Regions from separate parts of the Bombyx mori genome. Here region 1 is linked to region 2. Evidence: chromatin contacts called from public Hi-C data. All regions are on one chromosome and are shown on one strand. Each heading gives the region's core, a stretch centred on a gene start, on an enhancer-like site or on the middle of the called end of the contact. The rest is flanking DNA. Distances are from core to core; before and after follow the strand shown. Region 1 has its middle 23 kb from the start of TRNAT-UGU. Region 2 has its middle 6.0 kb from the start of LOC101738508.

Region 1 (4,535 bases), core at 792-3,291, 130 kb before region 2:
CTTAGGAAACGGCGAAAATTTTGCTTGAATCAAGTCTCGCAAATGAGTTGAGTCATCATCCTCACTAAATGCACTACCATAGCTTATGTCAGACGAGCTTGAGGAAGAGCATGAGAAGAAGGCATCATTAATATCTAAATTTGACATACTAAGATAATATAATATAAATATATACTAAACAAAAATACAGTAAAATAATAGAAAACACTAAAAAATAAATAAAGCTAACGTAAAACTAAAATCTAAAGATTTACAACTGTAACTTACTTCACAAACGCTCCTTTCGAGATTGGCAAATCACTTTAATCTAAGTCAGAAAATGTACATACTAAAAACAAAACGCAAATTCTATTATCATTGTCACAAATATATTAAGTAAATGTATAATCTATATTGACAATATAAAACTTAAGAGTTGGCTGTATGGCATAGTTCCATTGCCTTTCTCTTCGAGAAAAACCCTACTGCTGCTACTACTAAGTGCATAATCTATGATTATCACTTATCTATCTGTCAGTTCTATTACAATTATTTACAATCAAAATTTTTATATGTTGGTAATTTTGAAAGTTGATCGAAATAATGTTCAAAAACGCATTACAACTACCTCGAATAGATAACTAAGTTTTTAGTGTTACATCTATGAATAAGTTCAAGATACCGCCATACTACTTTCGACGAGTCGTCCTCTTGCCGATTTCTCGCTCTGCCGCTGATTTTGGTGCCGTCTTGGGTTCGTCATGAGATTTCCCAGATGACTGAGGAGCTCCTTGCGCTTTTTGAGCCGAGGGAAACTTGGTTTTCAGATGCTGAAGTTCAAACATCTGTTCAATCTTACTGCGTTTATTATCCGGGAGAAGGACGATTATTTTCCCATCTGTTGTCCAGCAGCGCTTAACGCCGAAATGAGAGCGGGCCTCCAAAAAGACATCATGACGTGATTTGGTCAGAAATTCTGAAATGATGACCCTAGAACCCTTCAGGAGTGTCTTGTTCTTCCACACTTCATTGCATCGCCTCAAACTCATGAACCTGACTAATATAGGCCTAGGCTTATTGGTGTTGGAGCCTAACCGATAGCAAGCAGTTAAGTCCTCTTCTGTGCAACCAGCCACCTTCATTTGGTTGGTTAATATACCCACAATTGCTGTTGCTGGGTCTGTGGCATCTGACTCCGGGATTCCATGAAACAGAAGGACCTTACGACGCGACGCCATCTCATGCCTGTCCAACCCCAAGAGAACAAGCTCCATCTGTGACCTCAGCATGTTGAGTGTTTGTAGTGTGAGATTCCGGAATGCGATGAAATCTTGTGACAACTTGCCTAGGTCCGTGTGTGGTGACTGGTGACTGCTCAGCATTGCTTCAAACTCAGTCATCCTCTGCACAACGCTTGATTCCACCTCTTGTAACTTAGTGTACAGATCCATGATGCGGCGCTATTGATGATGTGGCAGTAGTGATGATGTGAAGTGATATTAATAGAGAGAACTTGTTATGAGCTGTTGTGAAGCAAGTTTTGGAACCCAAATTATAGCATTTAGATATGAATAGGTAAAAATATATATTTTTAACAATTAAAAACACTGAGAGCTCAACAAACTAGTGTATACACTTCAACTACCCACAGTAGAAATTTCACGGCGTTAAAGGCTGCCGTTTAAGGTTGCATCGTGGTGACAATATTCCTTTGTAGAATGGACGTTCCTTCCTATTGTACCATAATTGTAATTGTTTCCTTGTTGTAAAACATCGAATGCAATCTTTAAAATGCTTCTTTTCAATTGATTGTGTATGATACTGAAATGCCAGGTAAGCAAGCTTTATCGCTTCGTTGTTATGAAATTAAGTGGCCTAATAACTAAAATGCGTGTATATAGTTTTATGTCCGTAATGTAGTTCAATTTCATGTGTTAAGTCGCAACCACAATGGTGGCACTCTGCCCTCGGCTCGGCTTCGATCCGGTACAGGAACTCACCGAGGCAACCATGCCCAGTGAGCATCTGCCTGAGGCGGAAAGTGAGGCGTCCTCTATCACGATTCACCCAATCCACAAGGGCCGGGAGAATCGCCTCGACGGTCCTACGACCAGCTGAAGGATCGACCAGCCACCTGGACCATGACTCCAGCACGGCCCACCGAGATTGGACCCTCCGCGCTCTGACCACACTGGGATCCACGCCCCGGTGATCACCGACTACTACGTGGTCAATGCGTTCTTTTACCATCTAAGGAAAAACTTATTTTAACGTAAAAACGACTTTATTCAAATCATCAGTTTCAATAAACCTGGTGAATGATATTCAAACTGTTATGTATGTGAAATTGGCCAGTTTGTCATTTCTGGTTACCGGAACCGTGATCTCACCGGAACCCTAGGTTCCTGCGTGTGTTTCTAAATAAATAACATTTCTAAACCGTTATCTCGTACTGAACAAGTTGTGTAATGCTATATCGATCCATTAACGGTGCTTTTAGGTACCTCAAGCACCGGTCACCGTCCTCGCCGAACTTGTCGCTTATGACAAAGGGCTCGGCGAGTAAATTAACCCATAGACACAGCCCACTGAGTTTCTCACCGGATCTTCTCAGTGGGTCGCGTTTCCGATCCGGTGGCAGATTTTACGAAGTACTGCTCTTGCTAGGGCCAGTGTTACCAACACCTCCGGTTTGAGACCCGAGAGCTCACCTACACACTAGGGTAACGCTGATATAGCCTCTTAAGGCTATCGGCATAGGAAGGGAAAAAAAGGCTACCTAAATCACTAAAAAGCATAAAATTATGACACAGTCGATCATATCAAACCAACCTTACATAACACCAAACATTCAATGAAAACGATATCCAATACCAATCGTAATTTAAATTTTTAAAGTAAACAGTCAAAGTTGCTAAACGCAAACAAACTGGACCGAAACATCTAGTTTGACCAGTTTATGTGTGTCGAATCGGTAGCTCCGGCGCCAATAACATAATTGTACCATGCAACGGTACTTTAATGGCGAACTTTTACACGGAACGGGAACACGTTGATTATGTAAAGACCCTTTTTCACCCGTCGTTTAATGAAAATAAATATTTTTGAAAAACTCAATAGCCTCAGGGAATATCGTGTTAACAGCATAAATCTTTTAAAATTAGATGCCTTTGCCTTTTACAATAAAATAAAAGAATATACCTATTGACCCACAAAATACAATTAACCTAACAATTGAAACCTCATATAATTGAAAATAAGTTAACATTTATCGTACGTATTAGCAGCGACTTCTAAAATCACGAACGTGACAACCTTATTATCGTAAAATAAATTTAAATCCAGGAACTAACATCTAAAAGTATTTGTAAAAATATTTGTAGGCGTGATTTAAATTAATATATTACTTACTAAAATTACCAAAATAAATTTAAAAAAAAATACATTCTTCACTTTAAATTTATAATTTCCGACAAACGATCGTCATCACACATCAAACGGCCAAGAATTTTTAGTTACGACTATTGCCATCAAGATTATCACACCTTCAATTTAAAAATCGTACGAGGCTCACTTTTATTTGTCAAGTTTTCCTCAATATATAAAAATGTACATACATACATATATCTCATGCTTTTTTTTTATTGTTTCTGTGGTTGAACGAGGTCATGGCCCACCTGGTGTTAAGTGGTTACCGGAGCTCATAGACATCTACCACATAAGTGTCACCACCCACCTTGAGTCTCTCAGTACTAAAAAGAAAACTTCCATTTGACATACGATAGACAGCGGAAAAGTGACTACAATAAAATATAATATACATATACATAAGTACATATTCATAATTCCTCTTACAATATTTCGCGATTGTCAAAAAAGAGCGTGGTTAGGTTTTACTAATAGCGTACAGTGTTGCCGTAAATTAACATTCCTTATAATCATTCTGTGGGAAGTTAGATTAATATTAATTTACACTACTAAGTACAGTATTCACAATTAAAGTTAGATTTAGGTTGGCGGTTTTTTTATATGGTTTCTCTGGAGCCGTAAGACCTGGAGATAAGCGAGTTATCAATACTTGTTGATTTTCATTGAGGCTAAATGATTCAATATAAATTCCCTGAATAATTTTTACTTTCTTGTACATCAACATAGAGCAAATGGAATCTTTCACACAATAACTCAATGATACCTTGCATATCTTGCCAACATCGCGACAGTTGAATAAGGCGAAGATAAGTTAGCATACTTCCTCGGATCGACAATGAACTGTACGAGCTCTCATAATTACCTAGTTCGGATAGTATTGATAAGTATATTTTTCTCCGTTAAGTCAGAGTAAACGATGATAAATTTTGTTTTTTAGAAATTATATTTAAATACGAATTACATATTGATAAAATGACGAAATATTCCAAGATTGTTTAGGCATTTTTGAGTGAGTTAAAAAGTGTGAAAAGACACAAATAATATAAATAAACAATTCATTTTCTTGGTCTAACTTTAAACCAAACACTCATTGGCTTCGGGTGGCTTAACAACGCCATCTTCTGAAA
Region 2 (4,287 bases), core at 871-3,370:
TCAAAATGTAAATGCCACGTAACGGGCGGAAGTGTTTATTTGAGGCCTTGAAATTGTCGGCTGGCGATAAACCAGCGAGGCGCCATTTTGAATTCGTTTTGTCGCCGATGCAATGCCGTTTGTCAATGGGAGGTCTGCATCCGGCGCCGGCCATTTGCATCGAACGAGACCCGAATCGATTATTATTTAAAAATGACAATTTATTTCAATAGTTTCATTTCTGGTCACGTTGCATAAAGAAAGCCACAGTGAGCGCGTCGTTCAACCATACACTTATCTTCGTTAACTGTTCTCGAATTAATTTTAATATTCATTGTCTTTTGAAACTTAGTCCGCATATTATCATTATAAATTAATTCTATCGTGTTTTTTTCCCCACTAATTTATACAGTTTACCGTTGGACAACCAACAAACTACCATTGTTGAATACGTGAATATTCAACGTTTTTTTTATTTATATTTTACTTCTTCATAAATTATGAAATCAAAACGTAAGGACTGACTGTGGGCTTTTCTTTCCCTACCTATGCTGATAGCCTCGAGATGGTATTTCAGCTTTACCCTAGCGTGTAGGTGAATTCTCGGGGCTCAAAACGTAAGGGTTGCTAACACTGACCCTGCAGTGCTTTGCAGAATCTACCACCGGATCGGAAACGCGACCCACTGAGAAGATCCGGCGAGAAACTCAGTCGGCTGTGTCTATGGTTTAATTTACTCGTTGAGCCCTTCGTCGCAAGCTACGGGTTCGGCGAGGACGGTGCCCGGTACTTGAGGTACCTAAAAGCACCGTGAATGGATCGGGAGGAAAAGTGGTCTGTGAGTGCTCTTATCATTTGTCTGATTGAATTAAAGTATTATTATTTATTTTGCCTGCCTGTCACTGCTAGCATTCAATACTACGGGGAGCTCACGGGACCCAGCCTTAGTGGATTTGCTAAAATCTACGTACCAAGAGCAATGCTTCTCTGAATCTACCCTCGTATCGGAATCGCGACCCACTGAAAAGATCCGGCGATATAGCTTGAATCTATCACAAATATCAATAATGCTAAGCCATTAATTATATTATTTCCAACATTTCGAGTACCTACTTTATAGTTTTCTTAGTCAGCGAGCGACTGAGTAAAAAAGATTTCATTGTTATTAATGTAATATCAATATTAATTATTAATTAACTAGCTGACCCGGCAGACTTCGTAGTGCCTCAGTCGATAAATAAAAGACCTAAGCTTTTGTGTAAAATAAACTTAAAACAAACAAAAGTAATCCGTCCGACGGGGAGGGGACATCAAAGGAAGAACAAAATTTTCATATTTATCTACCTTTTAAACCTTCTCTGGACTCTCCACAAATAATTCAAGACCAAAATTAGCTGATTCGGTCCAGCCGTCCTCGAGTTTTAGCGAGACTAACGAACAACATTTCATTTTTCTATACTATATATTATATATAATAAAGATTATAAAGAGGAAAGATTTGTTTGTTTGTTTGTTTCGAATAGGCTCCGAAACTACTGGACCGATTTGAAAACTTCTTTTTCCATTAGAAGCCGACATTGTCCCTTATGAACATAGGCTACTTTTTTTAATTTTTTTTTAATTTTTTTTTTTTGGTTTCATGTGTGTTTTAATGTTTCCAAAGCGAAACGAGGGCGGGTCGCTAGTATATACATATATAGATTTCGAATCGCGAAAACCGATGAAAATACTAAATGACAAAAACAGAGGCTAACAAACAATCAAACCGATCCGAATATGTACATCTGATTTCCATTTATAATCTGCAAACGTTCTTAAAGCAATTTTATTTGCGTACATTAATTAGAAACTCTATACATGAGTAGAACAAGTGCAGATTCAACGACAGGTGGCCGTGCACGTGCCCTATCGAATAAAACGCAATGAATGTCAAATGTCGTCTTCTTAACTGAACTGAAACCACCCCCACGTCATAAACAACTTTATCAAAAAAACCTTAAAACATATTTACGTATTACCGAAGCGGGGACTTACGCCTTTTATTCTTTCGAAAATTCAAAGATACTTTCTGATTCCATATCATTAAGATATTATTGCGCGAACCGTAGACTGAGCTGTGTATACGATTTTGATATTTACGTGAACCGCATACAGTCTACGTTAGTTCGTTTCAATTGAAATCTCTTATGAAGGGTAATTCGCCACCCTCTATGACCGTCTGACTTTTCATTATCGAGATGTTTTATTAAAGTGGGGTTTCATGTTCATTTATAAGGGGAGATATAGGGCTATCGACTTACATGGTTTCTTCAGCGGACCATATTTTTAACTGCTTTTGAATGACACTCTAACTAATTCATACCTGGGCTTCATAAACATTACTAAGTTAAGGTTTGGCGGGTCATGACCTCGTCGGCTCATCTACAGCAATAAAAAAATGATACTTTAGAAATCTATGGTTTTCATAAAATAAGCACAGCAGAGCTTGACCGGATTTCACTAGTAATAAATACAAAATAAAATTAAATTGTATTTTAACGTAATTTAATTTTTTTACATAAAGGTGCACTGGACTGACAGGGACCTAATATTTTTTTATGGACAACCCTATTACTCCTCAAACGCTGTATTGTATTTTGTGTGCGCCCGTCGTCGGTGGTGGAGAGAGTCTATACAAGGCTTTAGGGTTGTAAAGGCATTATTGCATACCGTTACATGTTCGGAGCATTTAACTGCTATAATGTAAATTAAGATCGACAGCTACGTCCTTACGAAGGATAAATTAGAGTCGAAAAAAGCGTACAAGAATTCCGAAAAACAATATTTATTCATTTGAACATTAAAACCGTAAATATTGTTGACTTGTGTAAATATTGTACACATAATTATGTAAAAATTTTACGTTTACATTAATTGCTCTTTGAGTACCGGTTTTTGTTTTAACAATGAATAAAAGAAACCATAATATCAGAAATAAATTCGTATTCATGCAATATAAAAACGCAGTGATACATTATTTATCTTATACATTTAAACGAGCAATTCTTGTATATTAATATATATATATATATAATCAGAATCTCGGAAACGGCTCCAACGATTTTCATAAAATTTAGTATACAGGGGATTTCGGGGGCGATAAATCGATCTAGCTACGATTTATTTTCAGAAAATATTGTTTTATTCGTGTTTTCAATAATCAACTCTTCCCGACATCTATTGGCGAATAATAATACTATTTTTGCAACTAACCGCTTTAATTAAAGACAACAAGATGGCGTTATCAAAAAAAAAACGAGCAAAGCTCGGTCATCGTCTATATTATTAATTCAACAATCAAACAATTCAACAATAATTATAATTCATATAGGACGTCTATCAACAACAGGGAAGTTAAATAAACATTGGCTCTGTCATACGTTTTCCTCGAAACTTCACTTGTCAAAACATCGGTCACAAAGACAATGCACGCCACGCGCCGTAACCAAACATTACTGTTGACGTTCTAGAACACAAACGCGACTCTGACTAACCCATGACAACACATACAGACTATGAGCTGAAGCCGTTCCTAGTCTAAGCATCTACATATATAAGCACTTCTTCTAAGCTTCTTCGAAAAAGTGACGCGACACGATTACAATCTTATCTTAGGACGCGATAAAAATCTTATCGTGACCACCTCTTAATATATATTATGTACATATACTCTCAATGTATATATACCCAGGCGAGGAAGCAACGCAAAGCGGCCGTCGTCCAAGACATTTGCTATTGGATCCTTCTTTTTTTTCCCCTGCCTATGCTGATAGCCTTAACAGGCTATTTCAGCTTCTCCTTGATATGTAGGTGAGCTCACGGAGCTCAAACCGAGAGTGTTGCTCACACTGGCCCTAGCAAGAGCAGTGCTTCGCAGAATCTACCACTGGATCGGAAACGCGACCCACTGAGAATATCCGGCGAGAAACCCAGTGGGCTGTGTCTATCCTATATGGGTTAATTTACTCGTCGGCCCTTCGTCGCAAGCGCCGGGTTCGGCGAGGACGGTGACCGGTGCTTGAGGTACCTAAAAGCACTGTTAATTGATCGGGAGGATCCGTAATGGCGTCTTTTGGGCGACGTCGACCGGATCCTTCTGATCCACTATCTGTGCTTTTAAGCTCACCATGGACCGATCGCCGTTCTCGTCGAACTCGTCAAATGCGACGTGAAGAACACACCCACTGAATTTCCCGCCGGATCTTCTCAGTGGGTCGCACTGCTCTGCTCTTGCTAGGGCTAATTCTCTCAATTAGAGCCCCGTGAGGT

What was found. Hi-C and Micro-C count contacts between places; a contact is called where the count stands out from the background.
Region 1: a contact with region 2 is called in a Hi-C map of whole pupa, with 1.9 times the contacts expected there. The contact joins two enhancer-like sites. A contact is called at or near these places in 2 of 7 Hi-C or Micro-C datasets (both in whole pupa).

What each region holds. Positions count from the first base shown.
Region 1 is chr11:14,956,312-14,960,846 of ASM3026992v2, reverse strand. No RefSeq gene overlaps it. Among protein-coding and RNA genes, the nearest start is that of TRNAT-UGU, 23 kb to the left of the region's middle. Within about 2 kb of position 2,041, at least 2 of the 8 cell types and tissues checked have open chromatin away from gene starts, as enhancers often do.
Region 2 is chr11:14,822,169-14,826,455 of ASM3026992v2, reverse strand. No RefSeq gene overlaps it. Among protein-coding and RNA genes, the nearest start is that of LOC101738508, 6.0 kb to the right of the region's middle. Within about 2 kb of position 2,120, at least 8 of the 8 cell types and tissues checked have open chromatin away from gene starts, as enhancers often do.